2 separate regions of the Pan troglodytes genome follow, and region 2 is linked to region 1. The links are chromatin contacts, called in public HiChIP or PLAC-seq maps. All regions are on one chromosome and are shown on one strand. Each heading gives the region's core, a stretch centred on a gene start, on an enhancer-like site or on the middle of the called end of the contact. The rest is flanking DNA. Distances are from core to core; before and after follow the strand shown.

Region 1 (2,701 bases), core at 41-2,540:
CCTTCAGATCATGTACACGCGTTGCTTAGGTAGAAAGGGAGACTGGGTGGGGTGGCTGAGCTCAGACCCTGCCTACATACTTTAGTAGTAACGACTCCCGATCTGCATCCAACACATTAACCGAACTTCTAGTAAGCGCCCACCGCTGCAAGCGAAAGCACTCCCTTCCCAAGAAACAGATCTTTTCCACTTAAAATTCCCAAACTCAGACCTTCCACTTTTTACTGAACAAAAAGCGTGTGTGCCGGCGAGAGGGGGTGGGAAACAGCGTAGCAAGAATTTGCACGGATCTTAACGCCTCCTCCCTCGGAGCGCGCCCAAGTCTGCAGCCTCGGGCTCCGGGACACTTCCCCTCCCACCCGCCGCCGAGCCGCAGCTGTAAGTTGAGAGAAGCGGGCTCTAGGCACGTCAATCAACCGGGTTCTCCCGCCTCCCGTCTACACCTCCCCTCCCCCCTCGAAAAAAATAAAGGCAGAGAAAGAAAGAAAAGAAGGTAACTAATTTGGGAACTAGTCTCCGTAGGGGCTTTGCCTCCGACTCAGGGAGGCCGCACGCCCGGGACCTGACGCGCCGGCAACAAGCAGGCGGCCTGGCAGCCGCCCGTCACCGGGTCCTCGCAGCGCGTCCGTCGCGCTCCGGCTCCCCGCACGGATCGGCGCCGCTCCGGCCCCGCACTCCGCCAGGCCCGCGGCCCGTCGCCCTCCAGCCTGGGCCAAAGTTGCGCAAATAGCCCCACAACTGGCAAATACTTACCGGCCGCAACAGGAACCAGAGCTGCGGAGATTTTAGGGAGTTTAAGGCAAATCAGCCGCGGGAAAGGCGGGCGGAGGCGAAGGGGCCGCGAGCTGCAGTGGCGGCGGCGCGCAGCGCTCGGCGCTCGGGCTGGGCTGCGCGGAGAGACTCTGGCTCTGCCAGGGACTGTGCTGCAACAAAGGACTTCCGCTGCCGCACAGCCGCGCCTGCCGCACCGCACTGAGCCGGCCCCGCTTACGCGGCGACTCCGGGTCTGCCCACCAGTTCGCTGCGGCGTCCGCCAGCCTTCCCCTCCCTCTCGCCCGCCCACCCACTCTGCCGCTGGCTGCTAGGGGCACCCGCGGTCGCCTGTTTGTTGCAACAAGTTTCTGCGTCGAGCTCCGAGGAGGCTGGCGCAACCCGCACCGCGGGGGCCGTCGCGGCGGCGGCGGCTTGACCACCCCTCTTGCCCCTCTCAAGGGTAGGCTTGGGACCTCCTCCTCCTCCTGTTTGCACAGCTGGATGGGACTGGGCTCCTCCCGACTCCCCAGGGCAGGATGCGAGGCTGCTTTCCCACTCCGTCCAGATGTCAGACCCCTGCCCCGTTGGGCCCAGCAGCTGGGCCGTCACTCGCGGTCCGCCTCGAGTGCTCCGGCAACCTCGCCCTGTCCCGTCGGTTCAGGGTCGCCCAGTCCCCGCGCCCCCCCGACCCCACCTTCCGTGGGCCTGCCGCCTCTGGCCCTGAGTCACTTCCCCCGCCATGCCCCACCTCGCCCAGTCCGCCTCTCCACCCAGGCTCCCGCGGCTCGGCCTCCCTGGCCCCGCGCCCTCATCCCTTCCCCAGCGAACACGCGGGCGCATCCTTCCCCACCCCCACCTTCACCCCAGAACTGAGGGGGTGCCTGTGCTTTTGCACACCCTGGGGAAAGTCCCCGAGTCACGCGGTTGTTTGTGGGGAGCCTGTGACGCTCAGGCTTGTCCCTATGCTTCCGCCTACAGAGTCACAACTGCGAACTGTGGCGGCGGCACTCAGAGCGCGGGCCGACCCCCACCCGGCCACTGGGGAGGGAGGGCGCGCACGTACGCACGCACGCACGCACGCACACCCCGGCGCTGGCGCCCCTCTTTCCCCTGCTACCAGACACGCGGTCACGTGGGGCCATCGCGGGCTGCCGGCGCGGGAAGCCGCGCGAGAGGCGGCCGAGGGGTGCGTGAGCCGGCGCCACTGCTTGCAGTGCGCGGCTTGGGAGCCCGCCCCTCCTGCACGGAGGAGTCGGCCTGCCGCCGCGGCGGCATCTGGGTAAGCGACGCGGTCCTGCCCCTGTGGGCTGCCCCGGGCTCAGTCCCTCCCGCCGCGAGCCACCCAGGGCGGCGGCCTGCAGCTGCACCAGTCGCGGGACAGATGCAAGTAGCTGGGGAGAGGGGTGTTTTTGGTCCGATTGAGATGTCAGGCAGGGCACAGGAGGAAAATACATCCGCGAGTGAGCGCTGGGCCGACAATACCCAGAACCACCCTTTGCTGCTCGTAGGAGCGGCTGCCGGGGCCTGATTCAGGGTGGCACACGGGGTGCCGCGAAGGTGCAGAGCCGTCCCGGCCGCGGGTCCGGGTGCGACCCCCAGCAGGAAACCCCAGTAGGCCTGCGGCCTCCCTCGGGTAGCGCCGACCCCTCTTACGAGCGGGCGACTTTCCAGATGCTGGGAGGACGCTGCGGCTACTGTTTCCACTCCCAGCTTGTGATTACCTCGTTTCTAGGGCAAGAAGACATCCCCCCCTTTTCTATCTTCAAATTATGTTTATCTTGTTCTAAGCAAATCCGGTTTTTCTTTTTGAAGCTTGACCCATCTTATCACCGTCTTCTCTGGCACTCAGTATTTGGAGTAATCAGGTGTTACCAGTTGCGGAGGCAGCGCATAGCACAACGTAGTACCTGGAACCTGACGGCACCTAGCATGTTTCAACAGTTAGCGC
Region 2 (2,700 bases), core at 15-2,514, 200 kb before region 1:
GAGGCACGGCTGGGGAGACTCTGGGAACCCCCAGTCCAGGGTTCCCCGTAAGGTGAACGCAGTGTGGGTCTCCTGCTGGGGCCCCCAGAGCAGGGGACAGGCACCTACATATGCCAACAGATTAGCGAGTGACCTCGAGGATCAAACTCTTTCGCGGCCTCTAACAACACTCTCCCCAAAAGCCACACCTCTCCAGCCTCCAACCATTCCATTCTCCCCTCCGTTCTTCCTTTTGTGTTCCAAAGGCGCCCCGAAGAGTCAAAGTAGCTATTTAACGCCTTAAAAATTTAAGCTTGCACGCCCTATACTGGCTTTCCAAACCAAAGGGCTGGGTGTAGGGGTGCGAAGAACCAAACCGACTTCAGGAGTGGACGACGTCGAGGCAGCTGGTGGCCGGGCTTTCCGCTCCCCGCTTCTGGCCCCCACTCTCCTCCCTGCCGGACAGGTAGCCGAGATTCCCAACAGCGAGCACCGTGCGGCGCCAACCCGGAACAGGCTGCAGGCGCCTCCGGGGCTGGCAGGAGCCGAGGCTCGGGTCCTCGCGCAGAAGGGTCCACCCGCCAGGCCCACAGCTCCAGCCAAACACCAGCCCTCGGGCGCGCGCGGCCTCGCGGGCTTCCTGGATTTCAAACTGAGCCTCTCTGGAGCCGCCCGGCGCATTTGCCCCTTTTGTTTCCGGAGTGGAGGGAAAAAAAAGACAGAAAAAGTCTCCCCATACGACCCTCCTGCGCTCGCGCACTCTGCGGCAGGGTGGCCCGGGAAGCAGCCAACACAGTCCCAGGCCCTCCTCGGTCGCCCCGGTCCTCACCCCGCAGGGGGCTGGCACGGGGGCCGCGAAGGGACTGGGGCCCCAGTGTGACTGCCGGCACCGCCGCTCAGCCGAATGCAGGGAGATAAGAGGGGAGAGAGGAGAATCAGGGGACACTCACCGAGCGGTAGCTGCCCCGCGGGCTCGGGACGCGCACGGCGTGCGGGGCTGCCCAGGTGCTGCCGCGACGCGGGCGCGAGTTTGAAAGTCGCTCTCTGAAGGGGCCGAGGCCGCCGACCGCTCCCGCCCACCGCCAGCCCCTCAGCCGGCCCGGACTCGGCCAGCTGCAAGCGCGGCCCCCGGAGACCCCAGGCAGCGCGCGGCTTGCCAGCGCCCGGCAGGAAGTCGAGCGGAGCCGGAGCTGCAGCGGGAGGGCAGGAGGGAGCGAGGGAGCGAGGGAGCGAGGGAGCGAGGGAGCGAGGGAGCGAGGGAGCGAGGGAGGGGCGGGCCAGGAATTTTTCCTGTGGGTGGAGACTCCAGCCCGCGGCTGCAGTCCAGCAATTGGCGGCTCTGCGGGGGCCGGGGGAACCTTCGCGGCGCGGCGAGCCAGAGCCGGGGTAAGGCTGCGGCGGCGGCGAGGCCTGGGCGCGGTTAACGATTAACGCCCGCAGGGTGATGAGCGCGCACCCCCGGGCAGCCTAGATGCTCTAGGATACCAAGACGCACGTGGTGGGGTCACCCTGGTGTCACAGACCTGCTATCACCGCCTCCCGAGACAGCATGGACTGCCAGAACGTACCCCTTGTATGGACAGGGAACACCGGGCCCTGCGAAGGGGGCTGAGGGCTTTCCCAAGTGAGTGACCAGCTGGGATCGGATCTGGGGGTCCTAATCCTACCAGAGCCGGCCGTGTCCGCTTTTCCAAGTCAGAAAGGCACGTCTTGAATTCCTCACCATAACTCGGTCCCTGTGACGCTTTACAGTGGTGAATGCAGACCTCTGAGAAGCTGACGGGAAAGAGATAAAGGAGACAACGTGAAGGCAACTCCACAAGGAACTGTTAAATAGGAAAAATAAAACACAGAAACCTGGATGATAGAGGACCCCGTTTTTATAAAACAAAGAGAACCGTTTGTCTTTATGTCTCTGTATATGACCGTGTATGCATGGAAAGGTACACACCTGGAAACTGGGGGGCAAGGGGTGAGGATGGGGGACAGAGACATTCAATACATTTTGAGCAAGAGCATAAATCCAAAAACCCATAATAATTCATCAGTAAAGATCCTGAAGAACAACAAGCCCGGAGGAGGGAAGCCCAGAGTGGGGCTCCGGAAGAGGAACAACGCCCACTGGTTAGACGCTATCACTAGTTCCTTGGGAGGAGGAATAGGACGCTGATATCAGAACCACGGGGTATATTTGTTATCCAGGTGTACAGCAAACGATTTCTAGAGGTATCATTTAAAACAAAACAAGCGCCCGCCCCAAAATGCTGCTCTGGGCAAATGCAAGCTCCAGGTGATCTACTGGGAGGGGAGAGGCGGGGCAGGCGCGGAAGGAAATGGCTTTCAGGTGACTTTGAAACTGGATCCTGGCGGAGGGTGGGGTGAAGGCAGCGTCCCGGCTCCTGCCTGCGGAGGAAGCGGTAGGCGCTCGGTCTGGCAGGCCCAGAAAGCGGGGCCCACATTCCTTAGGGAGGGAGGGTGTGTTGGAGGCTTGCAGAGCCCCAGACTCGCGGACCGTGAAGGTGAGAGCAGAGATTGCAGAAGAGGGGCTCGGAAATAGATCAACTTAGTTGGGGCTCCGCTAGACCCCGCCGGCCAGGGGAGAAGTGACAAGTCCCCCTTCTGGCCTTCCAGGACTTGTGCTCACCCCTTCCAACCTCAGGCTTTCACCTTTTTTTGTTTTTGCTTTCTTATCTGATCACCTGAATCTTACGAATGCCTTCC

Evidence for each region. HiChIP or PLAC-seq counts read pairs in DNA pulled down with a chosen protein or histone mark.
Region 2: a contact with region 1 is called in an H3K4me3 HiChIP or PLAC-seq map of stem cell-derived excitatory neurons, with 2.3 times the contacts expected there. The contact joins the promoter of PLEKHG3 here to the promoter of ZBTB25 in region 1. A contact is called at or near these places in 1 of 7 Hi-C or Micro-C datasets (stem cell-derived neural progenitor cells) and 1 of 1 datasets of contacts at active chromatin or transcription factors (stem cell-derived excitatory neurons).

Annotation. Positions count from the first base shown.
Region 1 is chr15:62,482,373-62,485,073 of NHGRI_mPanTro3-v2.0_pri, reverse strand. It overlaps ZBTB25 (zinc finger and BTB domain containing 25), which reads left to right and starts at 1,290. Exons shown (of 4, transcript XM_016926220.4): 1 at 1,290-2,032. The coding sequence starts at 1,290. ZBTB1 (zinc finger and BTB domain containing 1) reads right to left here and starts at 1,747. Exons shown (of 4, transcript XM_063793535.1): 1 at 1,610-1,747.
Region 2 is chr15:62,681,834-62,684,533 of NHGRI_mPanTro3-v2.0_pri, reverse strand. PLEKHG3 (pleckstrin homology and RhoGEF domain containing G3) reads right to left here and starts at 1,264. Exons shown (of 19, transcript XM_016926228.3): 1 at 930-1,264.